2 separate regions of the Arabidopsis thaliana genome follow, and region 2 is linked to region 1. Evidence: chromatin contacts called from public capture Hi-C data. All regions are on one chromosome and are shown on one strand. Each heading gives the region's core, a stretch centred on a gene start, on an enhancer-like site or on the middle of the called end of the contact. The rest is flanking DNA. Distances are from core to core; before and after follow the strand shown. Region 1 holds the start of ELF8 (binding protein). Region 2 holds the start of XTH4 (xyloglucan endotransglucosylase/hydrolase 4).

What was found. Capture Hi-C pulls out chosen DNA fragments and counts their contacts.
Region 2: a capture Hi-C map of seedling shows a contact between it and region 1, with 2.6 times the contacts expected there. The contact joins the promoter of XTH4 here to the promoter of ELF8 in region 1. A contact is called at or near these places in 1 of 26 Hi-C or Micro-C datasets (root) and 1 of 3 other capture datasets (seedling).

The regions. Positions count from the first base shown.
Region 1 is chr2:2,433,569-2,438,571 of TAIR10.1, reverse strand. It overlaps ELF8 (binding protein), which reads left to right and starts at 1,885. Exons shown (of 24, transcript NM_126631.7): 1 at 1,885-2,124; 2 at 2,301-2,367; 3 at 2,456-2,650; 4 at 2,821-2,921; 5 at 3,118-3,171; 6 at 3,326-3,441; 7 at 3,538-3,601; 8 at 3,708-3,922; 9 at 4,137-4,224; 10 at 4,509-4,609; 11 at 4,708-4,800. The coding sequence starts at 1,984. It also overlaps the pseudogene AT2G06220.
Region 2 is chr2:2,761,767-2,766,818 of TAIR10.1, reverse strand. XTH4 (xyloglucan endotransglucosylase/hydrolase 4) reads right to left here and starts at 3,370. Exons shown (of 4, transcript NM_126666.4): 1 at 3,005-3,370; 2 at 2,435-2,535; 3 at 2,157-2,350; 4 at 1,076-1,728. The coding sequence starts at 3,200. The coding sequence ends at 1,329. It also overlaps the pseudogene AT2G06860.

The DNA.
Region 1 (5,003 bases), core at 636-3,135:
TGTTTCCATCATTCTTTGAGTTTGCTTTTACTACCTTGACCAGGAAGTACAACAGCACTAACTTCAACCTATCTGTACCGCTGCGTATCTTCTCGTACTTAGTAAGAACTTTTGAAACCTTTATCCCAGTTTCTTTTTTGAAGATCCTCTTCACAAACTAAGTATTCCCCATTGTCTTGAGTTATTTTGGGTAACTACGGCAATCAAACTCACTTAACAACGCATGCTCTTTAATGGAATACCTAATAGGTACTCTATTTACAACAAACCAAGCCTCCTAGAGCAAATCTGTCTTCACTGTGCGAAGCATAAGCACCCACATGCCTTGCATTTGGTGGTTAGGCTCCTGAGACATGTGGAATATACGCTTGAACTGTGGGTGTTTTCGAAATCATTTTGCTTCTTCTTTAAACCTTCTATCTATCATTGCCACTATCTGCGTGACTTGGCACCTACTGCTTATCTTGCACACTTTGTCGTATTCTGTAAAAGAAAAATACATGGTCTCTGGCGCCAGTGGCTGAGAATCATCTTCATCATCCTCCTCCTTTAAACTATCATTGCCAGCCTCATCTTCCTCATTTTCTTTACAAGTAACCTCATCATCCTCTGGCCCAGAATCATCATCCTCGGCCTCACATGTATCCTGCAACTGCGAATTCAATGAACATTGACCAACTGAACAATTTAGAGGTATCAAACTAACAATTCATATGTACTCATTGAACTAGTTCCATCAAATTACTTATATCAAACAATTGTCACATATGAACTAGTTGTATCTAAAACATTTCTAACTAATACTCAAACAAAACAAATGTGAGTCATAGAGATTCCAATGTATATACTTGACAATTAATGTTCTCTACTCCTTCTTTTGTTGTATTCACCATTTCCTCCTCCTCCAGCTCATCCCCATCACCTTCATTCGCTTCTAGGATTTCTATAAAGACAGCCTCAAGTAGAGGTTCTTTTGCAGTATGGGTTGGTGGTTATGTCTTACCCTTTTCAATATCGGCGGTTCCTTTAGAAGAAGCCTCATCACCATCTAGCGATTCCTCTATGGCCTCTTCAATTTCAGCAGTTTTTTTTGGAGTCTTATTCGCTGAAACATCTGTTTCAGCTGGTTCGGTCGGAACCTCTACGGCGGCATCTCCGTCGATCTCAATTTCTGAAGAAACTGTTTGTGATGTCGAAACTTCTTCGGACGGCCTCTCCGTCGACTCATATACATGGCCACCGGTACCATCTCTAACACGAGCCATCAAACTATTACACGAATCAAGAATTCGTCGAAAAATCGTGAAAGCCGAAAAATTAGGAATCTGATTTTGGAAGAATCTGAATTTTGTGAGAGCCGTTTTTTTAAAAATCAGGAATTTCACTTAAGTGTTTGGGATGAGTTTTGTATCGATGGACATATATCTTAATTGGATCGAATACTTTTTTGGGTCGTCTAGGTTTTAGTTTTTTACCAATTGTTTTGATTTTTTCTTATTTTTAGTTTAACAAAGAATTAAAAATTAGAAAAATGACATTCTTGATTTTTTTTTTTTGAGATAATGGCATTCCAACCATATATTCTATCATTTGACTTAAGACCGTTTCCGTTTACTAAAGATCGATATAAAAATTGGCTAAAGATTAGTAATTTAAATTTTTTGTTGTTTCAAGTTCAAAATCGCATTGCATATTTGGTAAAGGTTTACCATATTTGACACGATATGTGGGAAAAAAAGAAAGTAACACCGATCCAAAAAAGAAAAGGACTCTTACCTTAACTTTTTATTATTAACATATTTGACCCTAAAACTTCTTATCTGAGCTTATCAGACCAAACCAAGGTCACAAATAAAAAAGAAACAGATTTGTAATCGATTGTTCGATTCACTTCATCGTTGGCACACACACATACTCTCTATTCGAAAAATTCGCCACTGCAATTTCTTCTAGGGTTTCTGGTAATCCTCACTTAGCCGGGCAATGGCGAGTGTGTACATACCGGTTCAGAATTCAGAAGAAGAAGTTAGGGTTGTTCTTGATCAGCTCCCTCGTGACGCTTCTGATATACTTGATATTCTTAAAGCCGAACAAGCTCCTCTCGATCTCTGGCTCATCATCGCGGTTCGTTCTTTTCCACTCTAATTAGGTTCTATCTGGAATCGAGTTTTGTTGAGTTTTTCTTAGTTAATGGCTGATGGGTTTTGATTAACACTTCAAAAGTTAGTTGCTTTTGTGGCTGATTTGCTTAAAGATTGTTTTTTTTTCCAATTCTGATTTTGGTTTCATCTATGGTGAAGAGGGAGTACTTCAAACAAGGAAAAATTGAACAGTTTCGACAAATATTGGAGGAAGGGTCAAGTTCTGGTAAGCAGTTATACGATGATGCTGCTTCAATTTGTTCTAGAATTGGTTATTTCGAAAATATAAGTCCTTTTTGTTTCTTTTTGGCAAGACATTGACGAGTACTATGCCGATGTTAAGTACGAGAGAATAGCGATTTTGAATGCTCTAGGTGCGTATTATAGCTACCTTGGTAAAACTGAGACCAAAAACAGAGAGAAAGAGGAGCAATTTATCTCTGCCACACGATATTATAACAAAGCATCGAGAATCGATATGCATGAACCTTCCACTTGGGTTGGGAAAGGTACTACCAGATTCGTTTCGACTGATAAGTTTCTGTTGCAAGCAATTCCTATAACAATCTTTCTTTTCCGGTTCTCCCTGTACAATGTACGCTTTAAGAATTTGAAGGTTGTGATGATGCTCTATGTTTACTAAGATACAGAATCCTGAAATGTAATTGTCTGCTTACAGGTCAGCTCTTACTGGCTAAGGGTGAAATAGATAATGCTCTTCAGGCATTTAAGATTGTGTTAGACACTGCCCCTGATAATGTTCCTGCTCTTCTGGGTCAGGTATAATGACTTGTGATTTCATTTTCTGTCACTTAGCTAATAATTTGTAGGTAGGTAGATTCTGTATACTAGAATTTATTGGTGGTAGTAAGAATTTGATTCTGACGCTCTCTTTCTTACCAACCTAGGCCTGACACAGTATTAGTCTATTGTTTACTTTTCTGCAAATTAATAACTTGCTCTATCACGTATACAGGCTTCTGTAGAATTTAATCGTGGACGATTTTCTGAGTCATTACAACTATACAAGGTAAGCTTTTCCTTATAACCTACTATATTTCTGTATACCACTTCTTCATTTTGGCTGTAAATCTCATGGCTTTGATTGTTCAAGTGAACCATCTAGTCTATTTATGGAACAAATTGGTAGTATTTTGATTTGTCTATGTTTTGAATTCTTTTAGAGGGCCTTGCAAGTATTTCCCGGTTGTCCTGCAGCTGTGAGACTGGGAATTGGTTTTGTCGTTATAAGTTGGGGCAACTAGATAAAGCACGGCAAGCGTTTGATCGCGTTTTGCAGGCAAGTGGGACTGGGATGTTTATCTCATCTTCTTATGACATAGCTGACTGTATGCGTCAACAAATAGTGCTAATTACCATAATTCTATTTCTGCAGCTAGATCCTGATAATGTTGAGGCTCTTGTGGCACTTGGGATTATGGATTTGCAAGCAAATGATTGTAAGTATACCTCAGTTCTAAATCTTATGATAATGCGTGTGGGCTGGAAAGATTCTATTAACTTTACTTCTCTTTGGCCTTCACTGATGATATTACATATGTATAGCTATAGGAATGAGGAAAGGAATGGACAGAATGCAGCAGGCATTCGAGATTTATCCCTATTGCGCATCAGCCTTAAATTATTTGGCCAATCACTTTTTTTTCACCGGCCAGCACTTTCTTGTTGAGCAGCTGACTGAAACAGCATTAGCCGTCACAACTCATGGGCCAACAAAGTCACATTCTTTTTACAATTTAGCACGGTCATATCATAGCAAGGTTTGACATTTTTGTCCTCCCTTGTATATTCCATTCTTATCTACCCTCTGAGCTTGCCAGTGGAGGAAAAAATACGAGTAATAAATAATTTATTTGGGTTGTGATATATTTGAGGCGTTTTTTTCATTCTATGGGCTGTTATAGAAGAATGCATCTTTTTTTGTTTCCTTTGTGTAACCTTCCTTTCTGATGTCTGATGATGGTCTTGTTTTAGGGGGACTTTGAAAAGGCTGGGATGTACTATATGGCAGCCATCAAAGAAACTAATAATAACCCACACGAATTTGTATTTCCTTACTTTGGTAACTTTTCTCCACTCTTCTGCTGAATTCCCCTTAATTCTTCGGATGTTACCAATCTGAGTCATTACTCATTAGCAATGAAGATACTGCACCTTTGTCATTTATTTCCCTTTTAGCAGTAGAATATATGAAATGAGACCATCAATAATTAGTTCCAGTCTGTAAAACGTATGATTATGAACAAATTTGTGTATAATATCTCGTGCTTCAATTTCTAGTATTGCTCAGTTTGGATTGATGATCTTATATGTTCATTTAGTTTGATTTTTTTTTTTGTGTTGCAGGTTTGGGTCAAGTACAACTAAAGTTGGGGGAGCTTAAAGGATCTGTATTTAATTTTGAGAAAGTATTAGAAGTTTATCCTGACAACTGCGAGACTTTGAAGGTTAAATGACTGCAACCTTTTTCTTTATTGATCGTTCATTCTGTATTTCATCCTTTAAATATAAAATGCTTTATGTGCACGTTTCTTTTCTTTCTTAGGCTCTCGGGCACTTATACACCCAGCTTGGACAAAATGAGAAGGCCCTTGAGTACATGCGAAAGGCCACAAAACTTGATCCACGTGATGCCCAGGTTAGTTTGGTTTAACATAATTCTTAAGCCTGATCTTTCAAAAGGTGTTGATACTTGCATGAATTCTTTGGTTGTAGTTGTTATATAGTTTACCTTACTGTGGATCACTTTCGAGTGACACTTCCACTTTTGTTACCTAAATTGTAACACCAGCACACTTAGTCCAAGTAAGGAAGAAAAAACATAGTAGCAAGACATAGTTC
Region 2 (5,052 bases), core at 2,121-4,620, 330 kb before region 1:
GGCTAAGCAAGCACATCTGATCCTCATACCATGATCTGAAACAACCCTCCTCCTCAAGGCCAAACAACTTACTGTAGAAAGGAATCGTCTTTCCCGCAGTGCCTTTTTTCTTCTTCATCTTCAAACTCGGATACCTACCGCAGGGCAATCCAGTGACGATCTTGAACTCCCTCAGAGAAAACCGAATAGGTGTACCCGCGAATAGTACCCAAATCTCGTTAGGCTTAGTCACCTCCAACTGCCTACCCAAAATAAAAATCCCAAAACTAGCAGACCAAGCAGGATTGTTGGGGAACTCCAACAGTCTAGCGAAAGGAGACCGAGAAAGGTATTGCCGTTCATCGTCATCGAGAGCGTTGAATATACCGCAGAGGGTTTTTATCTTCTGGTAAACATTAACCCTTTCACCACGAGGTTCTTCGCCGAGAGCTATTAACCGGGGAGGAAGTGGAATCGAAGCCATCGTCTACACAAAGTGAAAAACCCTAATAAGACACAGCGAGATAAAACAAATGAAGAAACAAAATCAAAGAGAGGAGACTAAAATCAATTACCCAAAACGAATGAAGAACCCTCTAATCGGAAGGAAATGATATCGATTGACAATCAACCCTGATAACACAAGAAAATTTTAAGACGAGGGTTATGTTCTTCTGCCTCAATCGCAATCTCTCTCCTTTATATAGTAATGAAAGCACACGAATGTTCGTTAGTAGGAGAGAAGAAAACATAAAAAAAAAAAAAAAAAACTCCCGAACGCAATATTCCACTACAATCTTAGAATCCTACAACATGCAATAATTCGCGTATACTTTACAACTGACAAAAACAATAACGTAAGGATACATGCGTAAAAAGTTATGTTAACAGTGTTAGGGTAACAATGGATTTTGAAAAGACCTAAATAACAAGTTTTCTATCCATATAGAATGATATTTCTCAATAATTTATAGTTTTAAAATGTGTAAATTTTAAACAGTCTCGCAAAGCAGGCATGTGAGGAAGGGACTAGTTTCTTCTGTTCATGTGTCTTACATAGAAATTAGAGAAAAAGCGGCCGCTCAATAATAGTTAATAATAATCACGTTTATGTTAGTTAATACCAAATGCACTTTTACCACGTTAAAGAATAAAACTTGTAAGTAGATCATAACATATGAAAATACATAGCTAATCAATACATATATGAATTATAACATGTAATTTTAGGCCCAAATATAGCATAAACATCATGGGCCAACAAACAATACATATATCAATCTCTTGAACAAGCATAATTCAAATAATAATGATAGCATAAATTCATTAAAACCCTCAAGAGTAGTAACTTATGCGTCTCTGTCCCTTTTACATTCAGCTGGCATAACCGGGAACCTAGTCCGGTCGGTACAGTAGTTGTAGATGGTCCACTTCATACGAACCCATTTGAGACGACGCCATTGTTCAGCGTCAAGGTCACGGAACTCTTTCTGATCCCACCACATGCGGCCTTGTGTGGCACAGTACTTGGCTTCCACAGAAGCTTGGCAACCATCTATGTGGAATCCTTTGTAAGATGCAACGAAAGGTGCATTGGCCCAATTGGTCTTCTCTAAACCGCCTCTCGTGGCCCAATCATCCGCGTTCCAAAGGCTTGAGTAAAGCTTCATTGGTTGGTTGAATGGGAAACGTACTCCTAGATCCTTAGCATTCTTGAACGTTCGGATTGGTATGTTGTCAACAAAGAATCTGATCAAAGAAAAATCAATTTTTAGTAAACCACACCGGTTTACAACACATGACTCTTAGAGTTTAGTTAAATTTTGAATACCCCACAATAAAGACTAATGAGTGAGTCACTTATGTTACCTATCCACGTAGTCTAGCTTATTTGAACATTTAGAAAATCTAAAAGCTGAAAAAGTCTACAACTTTTTGACTCAAGAGTCTCTGTCTAAGATAATCTTACAAGACCCCACTACTTTTGATAAGATCAAGATTTTTGGCCACCCCAAGGTTAAGAAAAATAATACTAATAATTTGAAACTGCACCGAATATGAAAAAAAAACAATAATTATCACTAGTAGGACCATGTTAATTCTGACAACTTTTCACTATATAATAATATACGAAAAAGTGTAATGTAAGTAAGTGTGAAGGATAGAATTATTCATACACGATCTGGTACATGTTCCAAAGGATTGAGTAAGTGTGATAAGCCTTAGAAGGATCAAACCAGAGATAGATTCGTTGTTCTCTGTTTCCCTTTCCTCCTGTGAATACATTTGTCTGTAATATAGCTGGTTGTCCTGTTCTGTTTCCAAGGAACTCAAAGTCTATCTCGTCATGCTCATTGTTGGTAGATGATAGCTTCACACAATTTATTTGTAATAAATATTGTTAATCATTTAAATTTGATCTAAGTATTATTAGTGACTAGTGAGAGAGACTTACATAGAAAGCTGTGACAACTCCGGCTGTGTCACCAGCTGGAAGCTTTATGTGCATACTAAAATGTCCAAACAAATATGACCCCTTTGATTGAAATCCTGTGCCTGTTTTTATACACATGTAACATAGTTAGTGAGTGAGTGTACCTAAGATCTTGGGGCCTAATGAAAGATAAAAGTAAGGTGTTTTATACATTTTTACAAAACAAATCCTAAATAAATTGATTTGTAAAATAATAGATATGACTAATGCTATTTACTTAATCTGTGAAATGAAATGTAGTTTTAAACTCAAGAAAATTTAGCCCTTAAAAATAATTATCACTAGTAGGACCATGTTAAATCTAAATATATTTTTACAAAACAAAGCCTAAATAAAATTTAAATATATTGAGTTGTAAAATAATAGAGATGATTAATGCTAATTACTTAATCTGTAAATGAAATGTAGTTTTAAACTCAAGAAAATTTAACCTTTAAAAATTAAGCTTTAGCCTATATACCAAATAAAAAATGGGAATATCAAAACTTGCATTGTGATCATTAGGCAGAGATTTGGTAATAGTAATTGTACCAGTGTATTTGTCGAGGATAAGCTGAAGTTCGGAACCGCCATTGAACTGTTTCTGGTGGTCAAAAGCCCAAGTTGGGACGTAGTTACGACCAAATGGTACATCAATGGCCTTGCGTGGAGGAATAGCCATTACCATTGTTGAAGAAACCATTAGAAAGAGAGCCATGAGAGCCCATGGAGATGAAGAAACAGTCATGGTTGTGTTTTAGAAAGAGATAGAGAGAAATGATGATGATGATGATGATGATGATGGTGAGAGAAGCTAAAGGGGTGTGGTTGGCTTTATATAAGGACGACTTGTTTCTTGGGAGGTTCTCTTTTTATTTACGATAATAATGTTTTAAAAATTCTAAATTTTTATTCAAGTTTCTCGGACCTTTCTATTATTTATTTTTGTTTTTAGTAGTTTTGTAACAATGGCTTACAACTGTAATATGGACATGATACGTACAGCTATACAGCTTTCACAATCAAACTCTTATTTGAATTTGAAGTATTATTTGGTAAAGAATGAGTATTAGTGATTCTAGTTTTGGTTAGAATTTTGTTACCCAATCTAAACAAGTAACCAATTCATTCAGTAGCAACCAAAAGCTTTTTGAATAATATTGTTGTTTTTAATTTTTCAATAGCGTGTTTTCATTTGTTCTGTGATTTCTGTATTTTCTGTCAAAAATTTAAAAATGATATGAATTTAACTTTTTACCAAAAAAAAAGTAACCAATTCATTAATAACATTTTACTTAGTTGCTTTGTAAATGTCAAAACATTAACTATTAGGAACTTGTAGTTTCATACTGTTTAGATAATTTTGTTTATTATCTAGATCGGATTAAGCAAGCATCTTGATCAAATTATATAATGAAAAATTAATACTAAGTGATCAACTTTCTTTTTTGCACAAACTTAATTATATTGCTCAAATGATGTTCTAACCATACAAACTTAGACATAGTTTTGCAATAAAATCAACCACAACATTAGATAACCGAGGAAAAAATTAGCACACAAAACTAGAAAAATAGTTGATATTTAATAGAATATCTTCCAAAATACTGTGAACTTCCCAAAAACATTTAAGTGATGAACTTATTGATAACGATAGCTAAAAATTGTTTTAAAAAAAAAAGTTTTGGTTTTCAAAATGGAAAACATTTCCAACATGTTATGGTATTCCAACTCTCTACTATCAAAATATTAGAAGATTACAAACCAGAAATGTAGAACTTTATCATACATAGAAGAAAAAAAAATGATATCTAAGCAAAATAATAGAAGTTCATTAAAAGGAAGGATTATTAAAAGTAATTGTCGGACACCACAAGGGTGGCTCCATGTGTCCTCTCTACTCTATGCGTTTACGATTATACATATATCATCATCTCTCTTCATTTATTTATGCGTTCATTTAATTATACCTGATTTCATTAATTATCTTTAATGTCGGAGCAAATTGTCACTTTTTTGTCCGTCCCCAGGTTCTCTCTCCGCCAATTATGGTCCAAGACTTTTTGACATACATACATTTTCTATATTTTTCTTTCTAAATAATTAAATCCAGAACATATTTTTAGGGTCCGACCTATGCAGGTTCTAACTATATTAAAATAAAAATTTAGTTTCTACTCCTATAAGTTTACTGTTTACAGAGATTCGTTGATTTTGCCCTATTTCGTCGATTTTTTTTTAAAATTATTATTTTTACTAAAATTTTATGGTTTACCACTTTTAATATTAAAAAATATACAAATTTTGGATTTGTTTGGTAAAAGTATATACTTTATACCAAATACTAAATTTTAAGAACAATTACAACTAACTAACCTAAATATGACGATAAAACACATATTAAATTATATTTTTGTAGGTTAAAAATGATAAAATCCACAAACTATTCAAAAAGAGGCAAAATCCACAAATGCCATCCAAAAAAATAGAAAATCCATAATTGATTCCTTTTAACATCAACCAATTAAAAATGAACTTAATTATTAATCTATTTCTTTTTAATAATATATTTTCTAAAATTTTAAAACAAATAAAAAAAA